Linked DNA regions of Zea mays: region 2 is linked to region 1. The links are chromatin contacts, called in public Hi-C maps. All regions are on one chromosome and are shown on one strand. Each heading gives the region's core, a stretch centred on a gene start, on an enhancer-like site or on the middle of the called end of the contact. The rest is flanking DNA. Distances are from core to core; before and after follow the strand shown.

Region 1 (6,952 bases), core at 2,355-4,854:
GGTGTTTTTTTATTGAACAAACGATCTGGTGGTTATATCTCCATAAAAGCAGCATGAAATGAGAAGGGCAGCTACTAGCTATTGCAAGACTGCAAAATAGCTGGCCACGATACATGTCAAAATAAACACCAAACTGTGGTTGTTTCCTATCTCTTCTCTTCTCTTCTCTACTCCTTTAGAGCACGAGTTTCGTCCGTCGTGCGTCATGTAAGAAACACGTAGATGTGTTTGTGCTTCCTCCTTCCCCAACTTCCCATCCCTTTCCCCGTCTCTGCCTTCCTCACCTAGATTCTTCCACACCACCATAGAGGATAATATATGTATTGCTCGTTTTCATGTAATCGTTGTACGCTAATATTTTATATCGTCACAACGCACGGGCATTGTACTAGTTAGGATGAACAACACTGGTTTTTGAGAGACAAATGCAAGTATATCTGAGATTTTGAAATATCTTTTGAAAGATCTAGTCAATGAGCCAACCTCTTGTTCATTTTTTTACACATGTTCTCCTCGGCTCGCGCAGCGCTCTCTCAGCTACTGCTCTGTGGACCCCAGCGTCCGCATAGCCAGCTACTGCGCCTGCCCAACACCCGACCCCACGCAGCTACCACTAGACCACACGTACCTTAGTGTGTAGAAATAAACAATAATTATATAAAAAATAGTGCAAAGCGAGCACTCGAACCCACGCCCCCTGCTCTAGAAATTTAGGGCTAACCACCAGACCACATGTAACTTAGTGTTTAGAAGTAAACAATAATTATATTTGAATAAATATCTCAATACATATTTATATGATATATAAAAATCATAGCAAAGCACGGGCAACCAGCTGAAATTCTTAAGTTGAATAATAGGCTTGTTGGGACTCAGGAACAAAATGCTTACCCATGTAACCAGACTCTGCTGACCTCTAGGCATTGTATGATCTACTGGTTTCCTTCCTGTTAGAAGCTCTAAAAGAACAACCCCAAAGCTATATACATCACTCTTCTGAGTTAGCTGGCCAGTCATGGCATACCTGCATTTTAAACAAAGAAAAATTTAGTTTAAGTTGATTGTTGGTATAATCAATCATGAAGCTGAAATCATGATCAAGGATTTGAGTTGAATAATTACTCGGGAGCATGGTAGCCGAAGGTTCCAAGGACACGAGTAGAATGCAAACGAGCAGCCATATCTGGAGACTGATTCGAAAGATTGAAATCTGCAATTTTCGCTCTGTAGTCCTCAAACAGAAGAATATTGCTAGACCGTATGTCCCGGTGGACTATTGAAGGCTGCACCTTTTCATGAAGATACTCTAGCCCTTTAGCAGCATCAATAGCAATCTTAACCCGCTGCATCCAATCAAGTGCTGGGCCAGGCTGTGCACCTGGAACACCCTTTCTTCCTTTCATACGAAAAAGGGTGAAAGCAAAACAGATCAGGTCATTATTGCAGTGAATTTGTGGAGCATGATGTGGTACGAAAGAAACAGGCATCAACTTAAAAACCTTCAAAGTACAAGTAATATTATAGGGTTTATATGCATTTACTGTGATACAGTAGCATTCATACCATGCAAGATATCATGCAGAGAACCCATTGTCGCAAATTCATAGACCACTAGACGCTGATTTCCTTCCACACAATATCCAAGCATCTCCACAAAATTATCATGTTTTAGTTTTGAGGCAATGGATACCTACACGGAAAGGAAGGACAGAATATATGGTAAATAATAAAAGCTTAATATGGATGGACAAACAGTACAGAACACAACTGGTAAGACATGAACATAACTACAAAACCATACCTGTGTCAAAAACTCATTATCAAGTTCAGGGTCTGTTGAAGCGTCAAGCTTTTTAACAGCAACATGTTTTCCGCTGTCCAGAATAGCATAATATACTCTTCCATATGACCCCTCACCAATCAAAGCCTTTGAACCAAAATTGTCGGTCTTTTCTTTCAATTCTTCAAATGATAATTCAGGGACTTCAATGGAAGGTGGTGCCTTGATGGGATCACTTTTAACAGAAAAACCATTTCCTGATAGAAACATAATGATAAATAACTTTAGTAACACAGCAGGCAAACAGACCAGCAGCAGAGCAATAACACATCCTTTTAAAAAAAATCATAATCGATGAAAACAATATATTACACCTACCGGTAATGAGCTAGTCTATGACACAGTTCAATTTGCAAGATCAATCTGATTTGCTTATATACATTGTTTTGCAACAAAGAGGACGGTGCCAGTTTCTTACCAGTGTTTTCCCTTGAAACAGAAAATCATATTTTGGTCATGTACTCGTTATCTTTTAAAAGGTCAGGCAAATTCAGTTTCAAAAGGAATTTTAAAACCCTTTCAATCTTCTAAGAACATAGGACTTGTATCAACCATTGAAGTTCAGGACTTGTACCAATCGTTGAAGATCGACACTTTAACGTGAGAAGGATAGAAAAGGCCCAAGAAGGAAGAAGTCAGTAGTGCAGTACCTTCTTTCTCCTCTGGAGTGATGGGACGTTCATTTTCATGTTCACGATATGAAGCATTAAACCTCGTGCAGCAAAACCACCGGCGCATACCGACCTTTCCTTTGACTTATCTTTGATTCTATGCCATCGATGCGAAAGAGAACAAGTTAGCCATAATACACCAATTTTGACTAAAAAGTGTCACTTCATCTACATGTGGACATGCAAACGAGAAAACAGTGCTCCCAAGCCTCATAAGGAAAATGTTAGTTCCACTGACCAAAACATAAGAGCTCTAGGCTGGCAGCTGGCAGCTGGCAACCAATCCTGGTTCCAGTGAACTACTATGACCAGCTGCAAAATCTATACCGTTGAATTCCTTATATTTGGTGATCACATAACTATCACGAGATAAAAAAAAAATTATACTCCGTGTCGAAATCAATAAACAGAACCATCAATCATGTATAACGATAAATAACTAACGTGGATACCCATGTACAACCATATCAGACCGCATTTTATAAGCCAGAGTGCTAATATCATACTTTCCGTATCTCTATCATCGACAGAAGTACCATGGCAACGCAAATCGCCACGAATAGAGTCACCGCACCACACGTTTACACCAAGCACGGCTGCTCGTCCCCGTCCCGGGCTCAAGCCGCGAACCTTGAAACTCAAGAAAAAACTGCATCGGGCCGTAATTGAGTCATCCAGACCCTCGAGACATCGCATCAGAGAACAACTTCACCCACGCCGCCCCGGCTTCCACCCGCCAGGCCGCCGCCACCCCAAGCGGAGACCAGCACGGCGCCCAGGCGCCAAAACCTATCGGCAGCACACCGCAGCCAGCCGGAGCACACCAGCGCCCCCGCGGAACAACCCCGCCGCGCGAGACGGAGAGAGAGAGAGCAGAGGGGTTTACCTGAGGCGGGTCGACGGCGGGGCACGGCGAGAGGTGGACCCACCAACCCGACGACGACGAGGGGAAGGAGACGCGGGAGCGGAGGAGGGCGGTGGCGATGAGCTGGCGAAATGATCTCGTGCGGAGTGGTGGTGGGGTTTGGTTTTGGTTTTGTGGCACCCTGTCCTGGCCTGGACTGCCTCGGTGGCGTGGGGAGAAGCAGAGGCAGGACCGCAGAGGTGTTCCGTCCTGTTCCAGATTAACGAGGAACGGCGCGAAGCCACCGAGCCCACGCGACGTGACAGCCGTCCCAACTTTTTTGCAAATTGGCCCTTTTCGGGTTTTTTTCCCACAAATACGCCCCTGACAGTTTCATTTCAAAAAATGGACCCTTATCTCGGCGCCGTCATCATTGGCGCCGAGCTTCCATGTGCCGGCGCCAATACTATTGGCGCTTATACGTCAGACGTGGCGGTTGGCTGGCAGTGACGTGTCAGGGGGTCGGCGCCAAGATCTACGGCGCCGACCCCCGTGTCGGCGGCTCAACACGTGTCCGGGGGGTCGGCGCCATAGATCTTGGCGCCGACCCCCTGTATTCAACCTCTGTCGACCTTCTGTGCAAAAAAAATTGAACTCACCGCCGCCGCACAGACCCCGCGCCGGCGCTGCTCCTTCCCCGGCCCGCGCTACTCCCCGGCGGCGCTCCACCACCGGCCGGCGCCGCCCCGCCCGTCACCGGCCGCCGCCGCCCCGCCCGCCCCCGGCCGGCGCCGCTCCTCCACCGGCCGGCGACGCCAAGCCCGTCCCCGCCCGGCGCCGCTCCTCCCCGGCCGGCGACGCCCCGCCCGCACCCGGTCGGCGCCGCTCCTCCCCGGCCGGCGACGCCACGCCCACACCCGGCCGGCGCCGCTCCTCCCCGTCACCGGCCGCCACGCCCACACCCGCACGCCACCGCCCCGCAAGCGCCCCCGCCGCCCCGCCCGGCGCCGCTCCTCCCCCGACCGGCGCCGCCCGGACACGCCACGCCCGCCCCCCGGCAGCCCCGCCACGCCCGCCCCCCAGCAGCCCCGCCAGCCCTGACCGCGCCGCCGCCCCGACACGGCCGGACGCCTCCCACCGCCGCCGCACGGCCGTCGACCCGTTCCGGGCGCGCTCCTCGGTCGCGCTCGCTCCTCGCCCGCGTCGTCGACGTTCATCCCCGACCGTTTAGGTAAATTTTATATGGTTTTTGTTTATTGTGCAAGCATTTTGTGTTAATTATGTTAAATTGTTTTGCTATAATTTGTGGTTTTTTGAATGTGATGAATGTTAGTTATTGTGATAAATGCTAATTTGATTGAATATTATGAATGTGAGTCAAATGTGCATGTTTTTTATCCTCCCCGTGCAGGGGAGGTGCTGTCAAAATTTGCAATTATTATATATGAGTATTTTATAATGTGATAAATGCTAATTTGATTGAATATTATGAATGTGAGTCAAATGTGCATGTTTTTTATCCTACCCGTGCAGGGGAGGTGCTGTCAAAATTTGCAATTATTATATATGAGTATTTTATAATGTGGTTAGTATATTAGTGGGTGGTGGTTATATTTGTACTTATTTAGGTACAAATTAGTGGTTTGTGGTTAGGTAATAACCATCCACAGTTTATATTGAATGTTTAATTGGTGTTTCAAATAGATGGACAATTTTTTGAGCTTGTATCATGGAGGCAATGTGGAACAAGATCCGTATGGAAATGCCAAGTTCATTGACATGCGACACGTGCCGGTACTATTCGATGGTAGACCCTCCTTGAGAGATGTGTTTACAAAGGCTAAACAAAAGTTAGGTTTCCATCAAGCTGATGACATTGCGGTTGACGGAGTGCTTAATATCGGTCATCCACCAAATGTCATAAGACGAGTCATCCCAATTGATTGTCAACTGGATTGGGATAATTATATTACTTCGGCTATGAAGACCCATTTGCAACTCATGGAGGTTGTGGTGCGTCCGGTTGTAGTAGACCGTCCCCCTGAAGATTTTGATCGTGCTATCGATGACGTGCCAACTGTTCCTGATGCTCAATCTGGCCCCAATTTGATCCCATTAAGTCAGCCAGGAGATGGTCTGCAGACAGATTTAGCTGCGTGTATCCCTTTGGCACAAACCAATTGCAGTAAGTCTTATTGGCATTACATCTTCATTTTGGACCATGAGCACTTTGCTCATTCCATTTGACGTGGGACTGATCATCTTGTACATGTTGCAGGAGAGACTCCTACTCTTGTGGTTGATCCTCAGACTGAGGCACGTGGCTGCTTCGGTGATGGTTTTATTGCCTCCAACAGTCCTGAGTTTAGGAATGAAGAGGAGCCATATGACTTTGCTATGGCTGCCGATTCAGATGATGATCGCCCGGTTGGTGAACTCACAGAGAGTGACATTGAGATGTTGCAACGTGTTTTTCCAGACGGTCGGGATCCTAGAGTGCATGAGTTCAGCGATCTTAGTCTTTCTCATCAGGCAAATGCAGAGGGCAGGGATGATGAGCTGCTTGACGCTCCTGAGGCCGGTCCTAGCATGATGATTGAAAAGGGTAGGGTCTTCAAGGACCTAACTGCCTTGAAGAGGTGGTTGCAGCATTATGCAGTCTTACGTAAGAGGCCGTATAGAGTACTTCATTCGTACGAGAAACGTCGTTACACGGTTGTATGCGACAAGGATAACTGTTCATGGAGGGTTTGTGCTAGGATACAAAAGATCACCGCAAAGTGGAAGATAACAAAAGTAGTGGGGCCACACACATGTGCTGAACATGAGTTAACGATGAAACATCGCCAATTGACATCAACCCTCATTGGGAAGCGACTTATGGGAATACTGCAGTCGGAACCAAATATGAAGGTTAGGACAATCATGAGGATCGTGGAGAATGTGTTTGATGGGTACAAGATAACATATGGTAAAGCTTGGAGGGCTAAGCAGTGTGCGTGGAAGATGATATATGGGGACTGGGAGTCTGGGTACGAGCAGCTACCTGTTCTTTTAAATGCAATGAAGGCGGTCAATCCAGGCATGCATTATGAGTACATCCCTAAACCAAATGCATGGATTGATGGGAGACAGATATTCTTCCGTGCGTTCTGGTGCTTTCCCCAGTGTGTGGATGCCTTCCGGCATTGTCGTCCTGTCTTTTCAATTGACGGCACGTTTCTTCTCGGCAAGTACCAGGGCACTCTTCTAATTGCCATATCCGTTGATGCAAACAACAAGCTAGTTCCCCTAGCATTTGCTCTGGTAGAGAAAGAGAACAAAGACAGTTGGGGCTGGTTCCTGCGACTGGTCCGGATACATGTGGTTGGCCCAGGACGGGAAGTTGGTGTAATATCAGATCGGCACCAGGGAATACTCAACGCGGTCCGTGAGCAGATCGATGGGTACCCTCCTTTGCATCACAGGTGGTGTACTCGACACCTTGCTGAGAATCTTCTGCGTAAGGATGGTGTCAAGGATAACTTTGAGCTTTTCCAGGAGACATGTCGACAGCTGGAAGACAAGTTCTTTAGAGAAAAGTTAGAAAAGCTCAAA
Region 2 (6,952 bases), core at 2,326-4,825, 230 kb before region 1:
GACCAACATCTGGTGTCTGAAAGATATTTAATTCTTTAAGTTGAAGTTTAACACATAAACATGCATATATTAATTATTGTTGAACTAGAAACATCACGCCTGATTTCAATGTATCTTTTTTTTCTCAAGTTCATACAGAGTTCTTTACCAGAAAGATATTTTGGGGCACATTTCTACTTTTAGTGTTCTTCTCTGTTCTGCTCTTGTCCATTTGGGCACCTGAAATTAAATGATTTTATCATACTGATGTTGAGATTTGAGAAACAACAATGTATCAGCAAAATCGAAGCAGTGAAGTACTATAATATTGACAGACTTACTGGCTTGTAAGTCTTTTGTAGGGCTCTGACCATCCCCATGCTCTGCGTAGGTAGCAACTTTAGTCTTGCAGGCTTCAGATGTTCTTTTGCAGTTCGTGTTGCTGCCTTTTTTGTTTTTGCTGGTGCTGCTTTCGTTGGTGCCACTGTCACGAACTGCTTTTACTACCTGCTTATTTTTCTTTGGAGTAGAAACGTCTGTTGGCATTTTTTTCATTTTAGTCTTGCTATTACTATTAGCTTCTTGTTCCTTCAAACTTTCTTCTATTTCAGAGGGAAATGAAGATTTCCCATTTTGAAATACCTGCTCCTTTGGCACGCTCAGTGAAGAACACAAAGGCCAGTCCCTGCAACATGTCAAGAGTGATCTTTAGTCATTAACCTAAAAAAAGTTGTAAGCAGACACATTTTTGATATCGATGGTTTCGTGCATAATCAGCTGAGATAAATCTTTATGTATACCTGTTCAGGACGTTTAACAAGACCTCCTTATATGGCAGTAAATGATAGTATTCAACTACAGATGTCGTTGTTGGGTACGGACCACTTTGAAATATAGGACCACTCATCCTGTCAGAGGAAAGGAAGAAATACAATAGGGACAACTTTTATAAGTTACTACAATTGAAAAATTGTGTATTAACACTAAACAAAGCAATTCATTTAGGAATTAGGAGGGACAAACAGCAAGCATTACATCATATACTCCTGAAACAAAGTATCTTGAAACGGGTGGAAAGAGCTTTAGCAAAGTACCCATTGCTGACATCAATCTAAGATATGCAGTATATACTGTACTTATTTGACTAGGTCTGCAACGTGCAATGGTACAGAGTAGGCATAGTGGAAAAGCAAACCTTTCGATCAGGGCATCTAAAGGCATTTCCTTAAGCTTGCTATCGACAGTCTGATCATAGTGCAGAAGGAACAACATGGTAGCTGTCCCCTTCTTACTCAGTGAGTACACCCGATGTTCTTCGATAAAGCGCAAATTTGTATGCTTCATACCTATTAAAACAAAAGTGTGTGAGACATACCTATTAAGACATACAAAAGATAGGTGCACAAGCATAAAATTTGCAGAATCAATAAAATCAAGCGCACAATTTCGCTTACGAAGCAACTTGTGTATCGAGCACACAAACATGTGTAATTTTGAGAAGAACGTTGATTGCCATCAGCTCATGTACATAATCACTCTAGGACGCGATTGGGTTCGCTTCCCGGCCAAGCTTGGCTCCCTCTAGGCATCCAGGCCTCACCAGCCATGCTCCATGAATGCAGGAGGGTTATGTTTGGTTGCTTGCGTGTAAACATTTTTTTTCATGCGGGGCAACCTGGCCCAGCAAAGTTGCTGTTTGGTTTGATGCATGTACAAACAAATGCACGAAAAATACAGCCAGTCTTCAAGGAAACACTCCCGCGCGTTCGCCCGTGCGTGCGGCCATCAAAACGCCAAAAAACAAATCACGCGGGGCGAGCCATGCCAAGGGATGGCTTTTGCACGGAGCAATCACGTGTATGTCGCATCTGGCGAGGCTGGTTGAGCCTCGTACATGCAACCAATCGCGCCCCTAATATGTTATATGTCAGTGGACGCAGGACCATATTAATAAGTCAGGTTTCAGTAACAAACAACTTGTACATAATCAAATTAAATGAGAGGACCCAAAACACACCAGCTAGCCTAACTCCACAAAGTGACTATATTTGTGCCCCCTGTGCTTGTGGGTGAAGTAAAATTCAATTCAGGTGGTGGGGATGTTCTCCCCTCTTGACAGTCAAAAAAAAAACTAAAATCCTACTACAAATTAAGTCATGGACGTGTAGCCACTAGCCACAAGGCTACATCTAACTGCTCTAGTAGTTATAAAAAAAGGAATAACGTACAAGTGTATAGCACCAACCTGTTTTGAGTTCCACCTCTGAATATGCAATCTGCTGAAGCACGTACGGTTCCGAAGGAAGTCCCACGGATTTATTACTCGACCCCTGCACTGGCATGTCACTGCTGAGCGAACCACCCAATGCCGTCGTGATCTCTTTCTCAAACATCGACCAGACGCCCTTGGTTTCGGAGCCATGCTCGAGCACGCACTCTTTCTTTGTCCGATTGAGAAGCAGAACAGCGACCTTGGAGATCGGCCACGTGGTCATCTCGGGGGAGTCCTTCGTGGGGTCGAGCGCCTCAGCGATGTCGCAGGCGTCGACGATTGCCTTGTCAGTGACCGAGAGCCCGGCCCCCACTCCGTTGCCGAGGCGGTTCTGCGCCTGGTTCAGGTACATGAGCAGATTTTTGTTGGTGACGCTGAGGGAGGCAGACATGGAGAACCGTTCGGGGTTGGCAAACTCGAGCTGCGGGAACTGCTTCCGGTGGTAGTAGTTGTACAGGAGAACCGTCGCGTGGACCTGCGCAACAACAAACCATATCCATGACGGCGTAGTGAGGTAAGTCGACGTCGACGACGAGGTTACTGGAAGAACAAAAGCGAATTCCGAAAGCCCCCAAGCACAAAACAAATAAGCCGCGAGCTCCGTGATGGCGCCGCGAGGAAAGCCGTAGCTCGACGGTTGAAAAAAAGAAGAAGTGCGTGATCAACACTAAGCGGAATAATGTGATGGATCAGCCTGTAGAAGCCGCGAGTTCCGAATGCTCGCAAGCTAGTAGCAAGCCGGGCGACCCAAATCCGCCCCAGGAACGAATCGCACGGGGAGGAGGCGCAAGCGACATGCTCCGTTCCAAAACCCGGATCGACCCTCCAGAAAACCCCATCGCAACCGCGTCACTCACAATCATCACAACTCGCGAAAAAAGGGCAATGTGTCAAGCACGAGCTTCCTCACCTGACGCGCCACAGCCTCCTGAGCCTCAGGCGACAGGGCCTCCTCCCGGTCTACCTGGCCGCGCGGCAGCACCGGCACCACGAGGTGCTCCACCAGCAGCTCCACCGCGTCCTCCAGCTGCACCACCTCATCGCTACCACTGGCGTCGCCTTCCCCCTCCATCACCGGAACCACAGCAGTGTCCCGCGCAACCTCTACTAGGGTTTTGCGCCGCGGGAGTTGGGGTTTTCTGGGCGGCCGCCGTTCCGACTTCCGACGATGGCAGGAAAATGGAAGGCAAGGCGCGATCGTGCAGGGTGCCTGGGGCGGAAAAGGAAAACGGTGGGTGTGCGGAGAGCGCAGGGGGACGAGATCCGCCGTCCAACATGGGACCTGGTGGATCGGGGCCGTCCGGGGCGACGTCACGAGGAGTTGGCCGCGGCGAAAGACCCGGACTGGCTGGTCAGTACTTGCGAGGGTCCTGACTGTATTCTATACGGAACAGGCTTTTTGACTGAGAGAGTGAGAGTTGCCGCTCCAGCTTCCACGTATCATCATTGGACGGGTAGAGTGGCTTCGAGGGTGGGTCCAAGTCGTCCAACCGGCTCCCTTAGCAGGGGCGATGTCGTAGGTGCTGTTAGTTTTTTAGCTAATTTTCATATAAATGATGCAAAAAAATACTGCTAACAATTCTCCTAATTTAATTTATTCCCCTCTATTTTCAGATCATGGCTTCGCCTCCCTTAGACCCCGTTCGGCAATTTGAGATCTGAGTCAGGCTAGTAAACAAGCGAGGTTAGGACTGAGTGATGCAAAAAAAAAAAAAAACTTGTAACACTTCTTCTAATTTAATTTATTTCCCTCTATTTTCAGATCATGGCCTCGTCTCCCTTAGAGCCCGTTCGACGAATCCAGATACGAGTCAGGCTAGTAAACAAGCTAGGCCAGGACCGAGTGGTCACCCATTCCTAATCATTAGTTTGTTTTACACCAGGAATTGATCCGAAAGGGAGATTACTTGGATTTATTCTAGGTAAAAAAAATGAAAGGAGAGAGTTGAGAGCACCTAGAGGAGGTGAATAGGTGATCCTGTAAAAACTTAAAACTTAAAGCCACAAACTTGATTAAGTGTTAGAGCAATAAAGCCAAGTGGCTAGAGAGGAGTTCTTGCAAAACACAATAACCACAAAGATATCAACACAGAGAGGCACAGTGGTTTATCCCGTGGTTCGGTCAAGTTCAACACTTGTCTACTCCTCGTTGTGACGTCCCAACGGACGAGGGTTGCAATCAACCCCTCTCAAGTGATCCAAAGATCCACTTGAATACCACAGTGTTTCTCTTCCTTTCACTATATCCCGTTTGTGAGGAATCTCCACAACTTGGAGTCTCTCGCCCTTACAAAAGATGATCACAAATGAACACGGAAGTAAGGACGAGATGAGCAACACACACAAGTCCACAGCAATACGCACACACACACGGCCAATACTTGAGCTCAAATGAATATCACAAAGTTCTCACTAGAACAGAGCTCAAATCACTAAGAATGTCGAACGAGGGTGCAAAGACGAAGTGTGAATGATCAAGAATGCTCAAAGTATGCTTGGTGTTCTCCTTCATGCGCCTAGGGGCCCCTTTTATAGCCCCAAGGCAGCTAGGAGCCGTTGGGAGCAATCCAGAAAGGCAAATCTTGTCTTCTGTCGACTGGTGCACCGGACACTGTCCGGTGCAGATTTCTTTCCTGTTCTGGCGCAGCCGACCGTTGGCGATTTGGAGCCGTTGGCGCACCGGACACTGTCCGGTGCACACCGGACAGTCCGGTGCCCCCTTCAGACCGTTGGCCCGGCCACGCGTCATGCGCGGATTGCGCGGCCGACCGTTGGCTCACCGGACAGTCCGGTGCACCACCGGACAGTCCGGTGATTTATAGCCGTACGCCGTCGTTCAATTCCCGAGAGCGGCCTTTTTACCAGAGCCAGCCTGGCGCACCGGACACCACCGGACAGTCTGGTGCACCCAGACTGAGCAGAGTCTTGGCTGCTCGAGCCAAGTCTTTTCTATTTGTCTTTTCTCTGATTCTAGCACTTAGACAAATATGTTAGTACACAAAAACCAATGTACTAAGTCTATAATCATATCTTTGTATTGATTTGCACTTTGTCCACCATTTTGCATAGTTTAACACATCACCATTTGTGTTGGACACTTAATCACCAAAATACTTAGAAATAGCCCAAGTGCACATTTCCCTTTCAATCTCCCCCCTTTTTGGTGATTTATGCCAACACAACAAAAAGCAACATATAGAAGTGCAACATCAATGCAAATGAGAACAAGAATTTGTTTTTTATTCAAATTTGGCATATTTGGATCATTCTTTGCCACCACTTGGTTTGTTTTTGCAAATTAAACTCAATTTCCTATCTCTAAGTCAAATTCACGTGTTGAGGCATAGAGAAGGGTATTCCAAGAGAAATTGATCAAAGATTCAAAAAATCCCCCTTTTCCCATAATCAAATAATCTCCCCGCAAGAGACCAACTTTTGATAAAAAAAGACACTTGGAGTATTTTGACAACACAAAAGTTCTAACTCTACTATTTTCAAAATTCTCAAGTGGTAGCTGATCCATTTGCTTGCTTTGGCCTTAATTTCTCCCCCTTTGGCATTAAGCACCAAAATGGGATCATTTTTGGCCCTTAAACCCCATTGCCTCACCAAAATCTTCAAATAAGAATAAAAGGCAATAAGAGTATGGAGATGAACTTGGAGTAAGTTACTCTCTCATCGGAGTGTAGTGGAAGTCTTTCATGGTCCAAGTCCACCTTTCCCTTTCAATATATCTTTGAGACTAATTTAAGAAAACTTAAGCGCGTGGTTAGTCTCAAGGGATCAAGTTGTAGCACATCTCCCCCTAAATGTGTGCATCACTCACACATGGACTTGAGATCCGGGGATTGCGTTGTACAACTTGATCACCATAATTTAAACAACAAAATGCATAAAGGAACATGATCAAATGCATAAAACACATGTATGCTATAAATCAATCCAAGTTACGCGAATCTAAGACATTGCTCACTACGCAGCCTGCAAAAGGTCTTCTCATCTAAAGGCTTGGTAAAGATATCGGCTAGCTGGTTCTCGGTGCTAACATAAAACACTTCGATATCTCCCTTTTGCTGGTGGTCTCTCAAAAAGTGATGTCGGATGTCTATGTGCTTTGTGCGGCTGTGTTGAACAGGATTGTCTGCCATGCGGATAGCACTCTCATTGTCACATAGGAGTGGGACTTTGCTCAGATTATAGCCAAAGTCCTGGAGGTTTTGCCTCATCCAAAGTAGTTGTGTGCAACATTGTCCTGCGGCAACGTACTCGGCCTCAGCGGTGGATAGGGCAACGGAAGTTTGTTTCTTAGAACTCCATGACACCAGGGACCTTCCTAAGAATTGGCATGTCCCCGATGTACTCTTCCTATCAACCTTACATCCAGCATAGTCGGAGTCTGAATATCCAATCAAGTCAAAGGTAGACCCCTTTGGATACCAGATCCCGAAGCAAGGCGTAGCGACTAAATATCTAAGAATTCGCTTCACGACCACTAAGTGACACTCACTTGGATCGGATTGAAATCTAGCACACATGCATACACTAAGCATAATATCTGGTCTACTAGCACATAAGTAAAGCAAGGAACCTATCATAGACCGATATGCTTTTTGATCAATGGACCTACCTCCTTTGTTGAGGTCGACTTGTCCGTCAGTTCCCATGGGAGTCTTTGCGGGCTTGACGTCCTTCATCCCAAAC

The links. Hi-C and Micro-C count contacts between places; a contact is called where the count stands out from the background.
Region 2: a Hi-C map of ear shows a contact between it and region 1, with 2.2 times the contacts expected there. The contact joins the promoter of LOC103633013 here to the promoter of LOC542189 in region 1. A contact is called at or near these places in 2 of 25 Hi-C or Micro-C datasets (ear and leaf).

Annotation. Positions count from the first base shown.
Region 1 is chr7:144,872,567-144,879,518 of Zm-B73-REFERENCE-NAM-5.0, reverse strand. LOC542189 (salt-inducible putative protein serine/threonine/tyrosine kinase) reads right to left here and starts at 3,604. Exons shown (of 8, transcript NM_001111803.2): 1 at 3,398-3,604; 2 at 2,491-2,608; 3 at 1,802-2,037; 4 at 1,564-1,690; 5 at 1,123-1,396; 6 at 892-1,024. The coding sequence starts at 2,578.
Region 2 is chr7:145,104,068-145,111,019 of Zm-B73-REFERENCE-NAM-5.0, reverse strand. It overlaps LOC103633013 (Aleurone layer morphogenesis protein), which reads right to left and starts at 3,575. Exons shown (of 12, transcript XM_008654706.3): 1 at 3,162-3,575; 2 at 2,225-2,726; 3 at 1,175-1,325; 4 at 780-887; 5 at 321-664; 6 at 149-219; 7 at 1-16. The coding sequence starts at 3,323.